Regions from separate parts of the Zea mays genome. Here region 1 is linked to region 2. A link is a contact called in public Hi-C data. All regions are on one chromosome and are shown on one strand. The core of a region is the stretch at or near the end of the contact, and the rest is flanking DNA. Distances in the headings are between cores, read along the strand shown.

Region 1 (3,070 bases), core at 128-2,627, 150 kb after region 2:
CCAAAACTCGATAATAGAGGTGTTTTAACTAGATGTACTCTTTGGTAGGAGAAAGGAGGTTCTAGGAATCATACCTTCAGGGCCAAGGTTGAGAGAGACATTAGTCGTTGGGTCGGTGTAGGAGCGTCGTCATCTTATCATCTTTGATCACCCTGCACATTAGGTTTAGGTGGTAGGGCATCGTTTGGCCGGTATAGGGGATGCATTGGGCTCAATCGACGCTATAGGAAGGATGAATCCGGTCACTGAGGGCACTAAAGGTGACCGGGACCAAGGGAATGTAGCGATTAGGTTTGTGGGGCATAATGTGTTGGTTTTCGTGTCGATGCTCTGCCCTAATAAATATGATTGTGGTCGGGTGCCACAACCAGATAGGATCGAGTTACGCCCTTGATTGGCTATATTGATGTACTTAAAAATGTCTTTTATAAAGTTCAACAAAACAATACTACAATATTCTCAAATATCATTGTACCGTATTGGAACTAGAGGTGACAATAGACTCTAAATTTTACATTATACAATGTAAGGATAAGATCGAATTAGGATCGAGCCATATAAGATCCTAACAAATTGTGAAGAAATATTTAGATCGCGATCCATTACCACTCCTAATTGGGACTGTAAATAAATCTTAGTGTCAAACAGGCCCTCAGTGTTTTCCCGTGTCTTTATTTGACGGGGAGGGAACGATGCTTACTCTTCAGTAAAAACTAAGAAACGGAAAACATTATGCAGCTTTAGCGCGCGCACTCCGTCTCGGAAAGCAAAATTACAAAACAAAGATTACATCAGATGGCCCCTAGTCGCTCGCACACGGGATGTACTCACTGTGTCTGTGTGTATCGATCGACCGGAGCACCCTAACAACTTCGCTCAGCACAGCCACAGGTTCGCAGGCGCCGTCCATACCTACCAGCTCAGCCAGCGCCTCGATCTTTCTCGCAAAGCCCTCTTGGCAGAAGGACGCGTCGAAGCTATCCGCCTCGTCTCCGGACTCCTCCTCTGCCGCCTCCGAACCAGACGTGCCTGCGCCAGACACGGCGTCTGCGTCAGCGCCGGTGGTTTCCGCATGAACGCTCCGGGCCATCACCGCGCCTGACTGGATCATTGGCCGGCTCGTTGCGAGGTCGTCTTCGGCGCCAGATCGCCGTGTCCGGTGATGCGCCTCCAGGGCCGCCATGGCCGGGGCGTCAGGCGGAACGCCGGCTGCCGGGGGTGGTGGACCGAGGCGTCGTCGGAGGCCCCCGCCGGAGAGGTCCAAGACGATGTACCGCGGCTGCACCTGCGCCACGGCGAGCTCCATTTCTGCTGCTGCTCTGTTCGGCTGTGTCTCTACAGAAGCTTAGGACTGTGTGTTCTAGCTTCTACAAGGAAAAGAAATTTTTTTATAAAAAAAAGAATACAGGGTGTGAGTGTAAAGTATCGGCTAGGAAGGGGAAGAAATCATTGCGGGGAGGGGAGAGGATAGGTGGTTTGCCTGTCTATCAGCGTGTAGGAGACTAGGGCCTTGGATTTGTGTGGGTGGAGTGCAGAGGATCTGTGTAATGCGAAGCTAACAGCACCCTTAATCCCCTTATAAATAGAGCTAGCGCTAGACTGCTAGTCTCGAACGAATGATGATTTGACTTGCAGATAGTAAAAGAAGCATTCGCCATTTTCGATCGGAACACGAACGCTGAGGTTGAGGTCCGGCGACCCGCTTTTGGACGAACCGGCCGGTAAAAGTTGTGTCAGGAGGATGCTTCCGGCAAACATGCTCCCTGTCATGAGGCTTTCCGCTTGAACTTGGCCCTACCACAAACACCCAGCAGACGAACACTCCTGAATTCCTTTGGGAAGGGTGTTGCGGCAACAGCGTTCGGCGCTGTGTTTTTATACAATACTAGTACTGCAATCGGTTCTGTTTTCGCTTAAACCATCTGTGCAATGATGATGATGGCGATCAGTGGAAGGCGTGCATGGGGCCAGTCGGCGGAAAGTACAGGGCGGCTCGCGTTTACCGAGGCAATTGCCTGCACGTCGCCCCACTTTGGCTACGTGCATGAAGCCTGGTTCGGACTTCGGAGTTGTGCGTGCACACGACCGGGAGTAGTGCGCGCGTGCGCCGCCGGGGATAAGCTGAGAACAGGGCGTGACATTGGCTTTAAATTTTACGCTATAAAATTTAATGATTAGGTAAGGTTAAAATCAAGTTATATTTCTATTTATTTTTTAAACTAGAATTTATTTAGTACTCTACTATTTTGTGAAAAAGCATTTAAATTATGATCTATTACCACTCCTAGCTCGAAGAGTAGTGGGCTCGTCTGATTTTTTTTATTTTTTTTCCTTCAAAATATTAAGTTTACATTGTTTTAACTATTATTGTATTTGTACTTTGAGGATCGGTATTATGACCTATCACGTCAAGATTGCATGGCTCAATGTTACAGGTTATAATATCGAGATATTACGTCACAAGGACGTCATTGTAACCCTAACGTGGTGTCGAGGTCAGTATCACAAATCTTGTTGCCGTTCACGAGGCCAATTCCGCCACTATTTTGATCCGAGTTCTCTCATTTCCTCTTGTAGTTATGTAGTTCCCCTCATCTTGACACCATCTCATCAACATTACCTCCCTCCTCGATATTGTTAGTAACACATGAAGCAATCCATCACTCCTTTATTCATCACTTTGTTTGCTTTTCTTCAAGTTTCCTCTAGTGTCTATGTTTCTTACAATATACTCTCTCTTATTGTTCGCACGGTATGTGTGATAGTGAGATCTGAGGACCTAACTCAAGACCAAACCCCACAAGGTTTAGTTGATTGATTAGCAAGAGTCAGGGGTGTATCAATCAACACTTAGTGTATTCCTACCTATATCAGAAATGGATCACATGAAGAATGTTGGAGGCGGTTCGGGGGACAATGACCATGACAGATGGTCACCACCCTCATCAGCCCACACTACATCATCTATGAACTTAATGACACCTCAAACTCATCTTCGACCACACTCGAGCGAACCTCGCCGTGAGTAACAATGAATTCCTCACTTGTGTTTCTATATATGCATTTAAGA
Region 2 (2,877 bases), core at 357-2,856:
CACAAGTTCACAGACTCAAAGTTCACAATTCACAATATCCACTCGATTTAGTTGACATGACATGCTTACTCATGAAATATTTTTTCCTCACATAAAAGGTTTTTTCACAGCCTCACAGGAAAACCCTAAAATCTAGTGTGTGGAAAAGACAGACTGTCGGCTCTCTATCATTATATATTACTAATACATAACATGTGCATAGAAAATGGTGGATTCGTTTGAGAGACCAAATCGTTAATCTCAACTGCCTTCCAATACCATCTAACCCCAAAAAAATCTTAAAGCGTCCAAAAAGTATAAAAATAAGTAATCCTTATCTAGAGATGTACAGGCGATGCGAAAAAATCACATGCTGGAAAATTTCGAAAAAAATTCCGAAAAAATTCCGAGACACAATTCCGGAAATTTTCGAGACACAAATCCGGTAATTTCCGACAAAAACCGGTAACCGATGGAAACGGTCGGTAAAACATCACGCCGATTCCGATACCGATTCCGATAGAAAATTCCGAAAATCGATTCCGTTTTCGAAAAATACCGTTACCGGTGATCGAAAAATTTCGAAATCGGTTTCCGGAATTCCGAAAAATTCCGAAACCGTTTTCGTCCCTACCTAGAGCACATGCAATTGCATTCAACTAAAATTTTATAACATATGCAATCTGTCTAAAATCCTTTACATCTCTAAATAGATATACTTTTTCTTCAACCCCTAGCAATAAAGTGAATCTTGAAAAAACATCATAGAAATAAGAGGGCGGCCATTACTTTGTACTTAGTCGGGAAAGACAAAGTCGGTAGCACAGGTTGGGAGGAAGAATAAATGAGGAAGGAAAAAGAGAGGAAGGATATACACCGGACTTGTATCTCGTGCCACGCTAGACGGGATGCTTGGACAAGCATGTTATTTTGTGAAAAATCTCACATTATTTTTAGAAACAGTTTTAACTAGAATTAAAAATGAAAAATCTCTCGTGGAAACAGAAAGATTTTGGCCCAAAACAACGGACGGGCCTAATAATAGTATTTCTGAACGGTAAACAAGCTGTCGCAACATTGGCGACGAAATTCAGAAGAGAAGCGCTCTTCGACCTCACATGCTTTTTACCACTGTCTTCCCATGCACCAAACTGATGTCCAACATGGAGTATTTTTCATCAATGGAACAGGTTATTCAATACTGATCCAACCATCTTTGAATAAAAGAAGTTAACGCTAATGCCCATATCCAATTCCAATCATGGAGTCTACGACGACCGGAGGTTTTTGGCGCTAGTCAAATGCGTGCCCCTATTCGTCAGCCAGAGGTCGATCACGATAACAACCTGGCCGCAACTGCAAATTTCCTCCTTTTTATTTGTGTGTGCCAAGACAGCGGCGTCGTCCCTCGAGTTCCATCACTTGTTTATCCCCAAATCCCATCTCCAAAGAAAGGTCAGCTGTGCGTTGTGTGCCAACGAGCGTGTAGAATCGGAGAGAAATAATGGTCTCGTGATGTAACGTTAGTTCAGGCTTTTTACATGTGCGGTGGCTGATGTTGCCAAGAATCAATTCACTAGCGCTTGATGGATTTTTGATTGCAGAAAATGCAGGGAGATTACTTGGCCGATCCGTGTCCACGAGCTTCACGTATATTATATTGCCTGATATTTTTATGCCTACGCGTACGAAGTTCCTTTCCAGGAAAAAGCAAATACAGTACTATATTGGACGTCGTTTGGCTGGGAAGAAAGCAAAGAGAGAAAGGCAAATAGGCAATTAAATTTAGTTAGGTATAAGCACGTCAATTCCGTCTACGTTGTCTCAACGTAATAGGCTCTAAGCTCCTTAGTGGTTTAGGGTCATGCTGCCCCCACGCTCATGCGTTTAGTGTCCATTAGTTCTTTTATGTAGTCACCAAAAACATTACTCCCTCCGTTTCTTTTTAGTTGTCGCTAGATAGTTCAATTTTGCACTATCCAGCGACAACTAAAATGAAACGAAAGGAGTATTTTGCATTATAGACTGTACTGTTAATAGAGTGAAGTTTGAATATGAGTTTGATGATGAATAAACTTCTTAGCAAATGCTTTCCATTAGGTTGCGGCAGACCTGGAAAGAATCAACCGCTCATATATCACCCCCAATCCAAAAAAAAGATAATGCCTCCTCTCCTTCATACTTTCGACCAATCTCGTTTCAAAACTGTAGTATCAAGATCCTAAGCAAAATGCTCACAACCCGCCTCCAACATCAGATCATCGACAACATAATTGACACGAACCAAACGGGTTTCATCCGGGGGAGGTCGATCTCAGAAAGCTTCATCGATGCCCTAGAACCGGTACACAGGCCTGTCACAAAAGGAGGGCATCTGCAGTGGTGATCAAACTCAGATTTTGCAAAAGCCTTCGACACTGTCAATTAGGAAGCACTCCACAAGACCATGGCCGCACGAGCACTCCCCGGCCCCTGGTTCAAATGCAAAAAATGGCCTAAGACAAGGCGACCCCATTTCACCTTGCCCTTTCTTGCTAGTAGCTGACGCTCTTCAAGCCATGATCATGATGGATGCATGGAGGGGCCCGACATCCTCTACTAGCCATAGGATTTACAGTTTCAGAAAAGGACGGACCCAGCGAAAAACAGGAAATTTCCGAAATTCTAGTTCAAAAATCAAATAGATTTAATTTTTTTAAACAAAAAATGATATAATTTATATTAAAAATGCTACTTTCGAAAACATGTATTTTTTGAACCTCACCGAAATCAAGGAAATTTCGGAAATTTCTGTCCGAAACTGTAAACCCTAACTAGCCACCGATGAAACTGCCCCTATAATCCAATATGTGGAGGACACAGTCATCGTGACAGAGGCCTCCCTCCCCGGCGTCACAT

What was found. A called contact is a pair of places that touch in the nucleus more often than the background predicts.
Region 1: a Hi-C map of leaf shows a contact between it and region 2, with 4 times the contacts expected there. The contact joins the promoter of LOC100274848 here to the enhancer-like site in region 2. A contact is called at or near these places in 4 of 25 Hi-C or Micro-C datasets (ear, endosperm, leaf and 1 more).

Annotation. Positions count from the first base shown.
Region 1 is chr8:154,705,872-154,708,941 of Zm-B73-REFERENCE-NAM-5.0, forward strand. It overlaps LOC100274848, which reads right to left and starts at 1,378. Exons shown (of 1, transcript NM_001374279.1): 1 at 564-1,378. The coding sequence starts at 1,306. The coding sequence ends at 803.
Region 2 is chr8:154,556,430-154,559,306 of Zm-B73-REFERENCE-NAM-5.0, forward strand. No RefSeq gene overlaps it. Among protein-coding and RNA genes, the nearest start is that of LOC103636171, 40 kb to the left of the region's middle. Within about 2 kb of position 1,607, at least 9 of the 20 cell types and tissues checked have an H3K27ac peak or open chromatin away from gene starts, as enhancers often do. A contact at or near this core is called in leaf, where this site is marked.